Regions from separate parts of the Mus musculus genome. Here region 2 is linked to region 1. Evidence: chromatin contacts called from public HiChIP or PLAC-seq data. All regions are on one chromosome and are shown on one strand. The core of a region is the stretch at or near the end of the contact, and the rest is flanking DNA. Distances in the headings are between cores, read along the strand shown. Region 1 holds the start of Cdkl4 (cyclin-dependent kinase-like 4). Region 2 has its middle 13 kb from the start of Gm33538.

The links. HiChIP or PLAC-seq counts read pairs in DNA pulled down with a chosen protein or histone mark.
Region 2: a CTCF HiChIP or PLAC-seq map of CD8 T cells shows a contact between it and region 1, with 5 read pairs. The contact joins the enhancer-like site here to the promoter of Cdkl4 in region 1. A contact is called at or near these places in 1 of 15 datasets of contacts at CTCF or cohesin (CD8 T cells), 1 of 484 Hi-C or Micro-C datasets (embryonic stem cells), 3 of 115 datasets of contacts at active chromatin or transcription factors (CD8 T cells, memory CD8 T cells and pancreatic cancer cells) and 2 of 9 other capture datasets (adipose tissue and liver).

The regions. Positions count from the first base shown.
Region 1 is chr17:80,575,550-80,579,209 of GRCm38.p6, reverse strand. Cdkl4 (cyclin-dependent kinase-like 4) reads left to right here and starts at 1,726. Exons shown (of 10, transcript NM_001360143.1): 1 at 1,726-1,878.
Region 2 is chr17:80,770,424-80,774,149 of GRCm38.p6, reverse strand. No RefSeq gene overlaps it. Among named protein-coding and RNA genes, the nearest start is that of Gm33538, 13 kb to the left of the region's middle. Within about 2 kb of position 1,734, at least 107 of the 459 cell types and tissues checked have an H3K27ac peak or open chromatin away from gene starts, as enhancers often do. A contact at or near this core is called in CD8 T cells and memory CD8 T cells, where this site is marked.

The DNA.
Region 1 (3,660 bases), core at 477-2,976:
GTTTTCTAACATTTGTTGGTGATCTATTGAGGGACTTTTGCAGATCAGAGGGAAGATGAAGGTAAGCAGTGCGGTCAAGCGCGGCTCTAATCCCAGCTGACGTGGAGGGTCATGAGTTCAAAGCCAGATTGGAACTGTAGAACGAAGTGTTCTCTTGTTTTTTCTGTCTCCCTTTTCCATATAGATATATACACACATATATAAAAGAACATAAACATACATGTGTGTATGTATATATATATATATATATATATATATACATACACATATATATGCACAGCACACGTAATATGTATAGAGAGAACAAACGGTATCTTGGATATGCTTTGGGGAAAGAGAAACTTACATATAGACAGCTGTAGACATCCTTGGTAGAAGAAAAGGAACTTGATATGCAGGGATGGGCTGACGGGTGATGCTATAGTTGAAATGCAAAAATGCCGCATGTTCAAGGAACGGTGATGTTAAATGCAGTAGAGCTTTGAGTGTGTGGACAAGGACCTGGCACAGAACCAAAGTGGGCCGGTGAAGAGTCTCTGTGTAGATGAGTAGCTTGGAGAAATGGGGAGCGAATGGGGAGCATTCACAACTGTGGAGACAGGAGACTCAAGTTCAGAGTCTTGGCTACGTAGCAAGTCCCAGGTCAGCCTAGGCAACATGAGATCCTATCTCACAAAAGGTGGAGAGGAGCCAGTCCTTGTGATCTTTAATCCCAGCACTTGGGAAGCAAAGGCTAGCAAATCCCTGAGTTTGAGGCCAGCCTTTTGTACATAGCAAGTTCAAGGACAACCACCAGGACTGCATAGAGACCTTGTCAGACTGGGGAGACAGTGGATAGAGATCTCCATGCAAGTGGAAAGACTTGAGTTTAAGTCCCTAGAATCCCTGTGAGCTGGATGGACTCCATCTGTAACACCAATGCTCTTGGGGCAAGATGGAGAGACAGGAGAATCTTTCCAAAAGTCACAGGCCAGCCCCCCTGTCATACACAAAAGAGGACAAAGACCCTGTCTCAAGGTGAGAAGCACGCACCACACACACACACACACACACAGAGTCCAGTAAAGATGGAATTAGGCCAACATGTTTGTATGTACATAAAGTGGACTACTGGTGCACCTGATGAGAAATGTTTTCTAGCATACAGGCAGAAATTATATAAAAATGGGTAAATGTGAATTCTGGTCTTGAATGAGTGAGGTAAATGTGCTTCCAGATTTCATTCCGTTTAAAATGTGATCCTTGAGCATATTCCTGAGGAAATGAGGAGGTGAGGTACAGGAGGAAAGGAGACACCTACTAAGAAGGGAAGATCAGACAATACATACATACATACATACATACATACATACATACATAGCATATGGTACGTGTGTGTGTGTGTGCGCGCGTGTGTGTGCGTGCGCGCGCATGCGCGCGCCTTGGAGTTCAGTTTATTCTGTGGGTAACGACTGAAATTAACATGTTTGTTAACATGTTTGTCTCGATGCCACATTCAATGATATCTGCCTTGCTTTCTTCCCCACTGGGTGACAACCCCCCCCACCCCCGCCCTACTCTGAATCTGCCCAGGGTCTCTGGAGCAGCGTCTCGCTGAGTTACAAAAATGGCGTTAATGAGCCACGGCTGACTCTAAACAGCTCAAGGAATAAGGTAAGAGCTATGGGTGATGGATGGAAGGTAACCCTGCCAGGGAACGAATCGAATAGAGAGAGCGAGCAAGTTGTGTGGAAGCTGCGCAGCCTGCGCGTCCTGGTTGCCCTGGAGACACCGCAGAGGCTCGGTCTCTCGGGAGTTCTGTGGTGGCAGCAGACTGCGCGGGCTGGGGCTCCCCGAAGCTGAACACCATTGTGTCACCGTCGCCGGAGGCTGTGCCGTGTAAGTGCAGGTTCCCTGGCGGGGGAAGGCGGAGAGCAGGGTCTGCGGGGCTCGGGAGGGCGGGGGTGAGGGGGCGCACCCGCGGAAGAACGGGCCACCCGTGGTCTCGTGGGCCGTGGGGGTGCCAGAGAGGGACAGGGACGCACCTGTGCATCTAGACACCTCTTGTGGCCTGGACGCAGGGGAAAGTGAAGGCTCAGAGGCTTGGAAATGAAGTGAGTTTTTGCCAAACTTCCAGGTCTTTTTGTCACACGCCTGAAGCGTGGGGACATAAAGAAAATGAGTTGTATAGATTGTGTAAATGACGTGGTGGGCTTAGTTTGTGAGAATCTAACGAGATCGATTTCGTTGACGGGAACACCTTCGTGCACAGGTGTGTGCTTTTAAATTGTAACTCGCAAAGACAAGTCTGAATGATCCGTAGAATCCATTTTCCGATCAAGTTTATTAAACATAATGCATGTTTGGTTTTATTGGAAACAGTTAACTACAAACTGTGGGTGGCATCCTCAGTGAGCTTCCCGGCTCTGAAACTGTCTCTGCCCCTCCACATTTCTAAAGCCAGGGATTGGTGGTGGTTGGTTTTTGGTTTCCTGGGACCTCTTAGGTTAGGGGAGTTCTTTGTCCACCCTTCCTCGCCCTCTGTCTTGATTTTGTTTGCCTTTGTATTCCTTGTACTTCTTCAGCCCCCAGGACTTAGTTTGTGAAACAGTCTTGAAAACTAACCGAGTGTTCTTTTCTCCTGTGTACTTTATTTTGTAAATCATTAATAGTGAGGAAATTCCGTAGCAACTTTCTAAGGAATTTTTTTTTTCCATTTTTTATTAGGTATTTAACTCATTTACATTTCCAATGCTATACCAAAAGTCCCCCATATCCACCCACCCCTAAGGAATTTTAAAATCCCGCTATTACACTTAAACTCAGCCCCTGTCTGTGGGTCTTAAAATCACTGGTGACCCCCAGCCTGCTTTTGTCCTTGGCCTTTGTAGATAGAACTCTATTAACTCAGGGTCAAATACTTATAAATTCTGAAGTTAAGAAGGTACACCACTTGAAGCTAAAGGTGACTGATAACTATGGCAAATATTTTCAACCCACAGCTATATTCATTTAATCTTGCCCAAACACAGTGGTAATAATAATCAACATATTCTTGCAGGTTTTGCTTTTAAAAAGAAAATTAGAAAATGAAAGTATAATAAGGCAATGCAAGCCTGGCGTGATGAATGGTGGTGTGAGGGAGGTGGGGCTGGGGTGGGCACCGTTAGAGTCAGCTGTGGAGAGAAGAGCCTGCCTTTGGGGATTGGACATTTGAGTTGGACTGTGAGAAATGGAGAAGTCTGAAATATGACCCTGAAGGGCCAGACAGCCCAGACGGAGATATAAGCAGAGGAGACGGAAGGTGTCTGGGCTCCGAGAGACAAAGTAGGACAGGTAAACGGGGCAGGGCGGGAAAGATTAAGTATATAGTTCAAAGGCTATTACTGCAGCCTTTAGAGGCTATGATGTACTTTAAAAACAAATTGTACTGGGGACCGAGATGACTCAGTGTCTAAGAGTACTTGCTATTCTTCCAGAGAGCCCGAGTTTGGTTCCCAGCACCCACACTGGGAACTCAACAACCAAGTGTAACTCTGTGTTCTGGGGGATCTAACTCCCTACACTGTCCTCTGTGCAAACGTCACATGCACACTCACACACACACACACACACGCACACCGCACACTGCACATGCACACTCACAAATACAAATAAATCTTTTAAAACATCCATTATTAA
Region 2 (3,726 bases), core at 485-2,984, 190 kb before region 1:
TGTTTTCAAGGCAAGGTCTTCATTGACTGAGCTATGCACCACACATCCAATTCCTAGTGGTTGCCAATTACATCTCAATGGAGTAAAGCATTTTCCACAAAGAGGTTTCTCAGTAAACAGTGATGTTTCTTCAATAAATTTCTGTAATCTAAATGAAGAAACACGAGGCAAATATCCAGGTATTTCTTAAAACAATAGTTTTAATACAGAAGATAGACAGATAGATAGGTAGATAGATGGATGGATGGGTGGGTGAGTGGGTGGGTGGGGGGATGGATGGATGGATAGATGGAAGGGTGGGTGGATGGATAGATAGATAGATAGATAGATAGATAGATAGATAGATAGATAGATATCTCAGTATTGTTCACTTGAGGAGAAGAAGTCATAATCATTAAGTAATTTCCTAATGGCTCTTAGTCCATTTTCTGCTGGTATGAGAAGAAGAAAACCAACAACCTAGGTAATTTATAAAAATAGTAATTTATCTGGATCATAATTCTGAAAGCTATGATGTTCTTGAACATGATACTAGCATCCAGCAAAGGCCTTCCCACTATGTCCTTCCATGGTGGAAGGTGTTGGCTCCTCCCTTTTATAAGGGATTTTCTGCCTTCATCAAGGCCTTGATAGGACAGGGATGCTGTGATCTAGTCACCCTGAGGTCCCACCTCATTATACCATCATAATGGCAATTACATTTCAACCTATTTTGGAGGAAGGAACATTTAAATGGCAGCACAGTGACTAGAAGAAAAAAAACTAGTTGAGTCAATTACCCAATCATTCTGGTGGGAAAAGAAAGCTGCTCATGGCTGAAAGGTTTTTCATTCCTCTGTGAGTGCTGCTTAGTGCTTCAAGCTTTAATTTGTTCTAGTAACAGAGACGTGACCATTCCATTCCGCTTTGCCCAGGAACAACACGATTACCAGAGCACTTTTGTACAAACAGAACTCACTTGCAGCTAGTTATTCAAATATCCAGTGACAGCGTAATAAAAACCTAGTGCCTTCATTTAATTAAACACTCCAGTTGACTCTTCCCTGGAAGTGGTTGCCCATATTTGGAAACTGCTCTTTCACGATTTTTAAAATAGCACGTAACACCACGACAGTCACATATTAGAAGGAGCTCTCTGATCTGAAGGTGCCAGCGCAAGTGTGAAATGCATTCAGGGTGAATCCCTTTCCAGGAGGCGTCTATGTGCAGAGCTTTTTTTTTCAAGGGGTTTTCAAAACCACCACAAAGTGGCAAGTGAGGAGAAATTGCAGCAATGCAGATGGCAAACTTCAACCAACAGTGCGCCTTCCCACGGGCTGCAGCAAACTTACAAAGCAGTGAATTGAAGATTAAATCGTGAACCCTGAGCAGTATTACTTGTCCCCCCTATGATTAATGCCTGGCAGACACTGTGAGTCAGAATGTAAATACACACTAGTTTTGGTAGACCTCACAGGGTTTATACTTTGGTTAACCACAGCTGCCTCAGATCTACTACCGGAAAGATGTTTTGGAGAAATGAAACCAGACACCCGTCATGCATGTGACATTTTATTCATAATAAACAGAGCCCTCAGTGGGAAAAGACATTCTTACAATGGTCTTTGCACACTCGTTAAAAGTATACCTATAATATCTCACGCCTTCATAAGTAGAGGCCACGCAAGGATTTTCCTTTATGTGATTAACTTTAATGTATACGTTTTGGGGTGCCTTTTTTGAACTGGGTTGCCGATGTGCTATCTAGTAAAAGGGATCTCTCACATACATACCAAAGCATGTGCTATAAATGAGAGGGGCCACAGTTAGAATTAATTAACAATAGTGAAGCTCTTGCTTGTACATTTTGCCAAACATTAGCCCAAGTGATTTACTGGAATTGTTTAATTTTATTGGCAATTTCAACAGAACAGAATTCCACTGTCCCAGATTAAAAGAATTGACAGACTTGGCCAATCTAATGGTTGATAAAGAATTCAATACCCAAATGGGAAAACAATGTTTTCATAGATGTTTTTCTGGAAATTTACAAAATCGAGATTCCCCCCACCCCCCGCCCCCAAACTACCTACACACAGGAACACACAAAACACACATCGCAAGCATCGACACCCTGTAAGCAACTTAACTGTTTCATTGTCCATTTGTGCACTCTGTTTCTGACATTCCCTTTATTCCAGAAATTATTCAGCCTACCCACTCTTTTAATTAATTTTTATGTGTATGGGTATTTTGCTTTCATGTGTGTTCAGTGCCCAAGAAATCCTGGAGAGGACATCAGATCCCCCGGGCACTGGTGTTAATAAAACAGCTGTGAACTACCATGTGAGTGCTGAGAATTGAACCCAGGTCCCCTAGAAGAGCAGCCAGTGCTCTAACCACTGTGCCATGTCTCCAGCCCCCTATTTATCTCTCTTAAATGACTAGTCAGGTTGGTTTACTATCAAAGTAAGAAGTCTTTTCTGGAGCTTGGAGATAAAACCTGATGATGCCATACCCAGGAGAAGATACAGAAAAGATCCTTCTGCACTGTTTGTAAGATAGAAAATGGCCAAGTGTGGTAAAGCCAGCTTGCAACTCCAAAATTCAAAAGGCTGAGACAGGAGGATCACTTCTAGTTCACAGCCACATTGTGAGTTCAAGACCAGCCTGACCTACATGGTGAGACTCTGTCTCAAAGCACATAACAACAACAAAAAGATTGTTTAATGACAGTTTTAAAAATTCATTGACAAGCGGGTAAAGAAATTGTGGCAATTTTTAAATGTTATTAATTTAGTTGAGTTGACGCTAGTGCTCGGGAGGCAGAGACAGTGGGATTTCTGTGAGTTAGAGGCCAGTCTGGTCTACAGCCACGGCTATATAAAGAATCCCTGTCTCAAAAAACAAAATGAACAAACAGAAAAGATTTAGAGTCTCAAACAATGAAATGAAGAATGCGCTCATCTTTGTAATACTTGTCCACGGTGTTAATAACTAAGTCTAACAGCCAAAAGGTTTGAGGCAAGCAGCATGTATCTTTTCTCATTCTGCTAGCAAACTTCTCACATCTGAGGAAAACAAAGCTTACAGAAGCAACTTTCCCCCTCGCCTTCAGTTCATCCTTCAAGACAAAGCACTTCTTACGTCCTGAAAAGGTGGGTAGAGCTGAAGCACACCTGTGAAGTAGAAACTCACAGGGCTCTTCGCAATCAGTGAGACACGGTAGAACTCGAGAACTCGGCTCAGAAGGCGGCAAGTGCAAATGCAGGGACTCCATCAACCTGTGGGAAGGGGTTATAAACCAGGAACTGTTGAACACTGCGGGGACACAGTCCTAGCTCTCAGGAAGCCCAAGGCTGTAGGGAAGATGGGGGAGGAGGCTGTTAAAGCAGAGGCTTGACACAAACCGTGATAGAAGCAAAGAAACATGATTAAACCTAAGGCAAGCTCCCTGCGGTAGTTAACAACGAAGTATGTACCGTCTTAAGTGTACACAGGGGGTAGGTGAGAAAGGAAGCCGACTGGAGTCCTCACAGGAGAAGGCAGAGAAAAGGTAAGAGAATGTGGCAATTTCATCAAGAGCAAGTAACTATAAGTCAAGGGAGAGGACAGAGCAGGGATGAGCATGGTAGCTTAGACGAAGGTCAGAACAAGAAAGACATTAACGTGCTCTGGTTTTATTCCTCATGACTGTGGATCTACTTTAAGCAAAGGAGAGGACCTAGGCAATGAAAGAGTAGATGT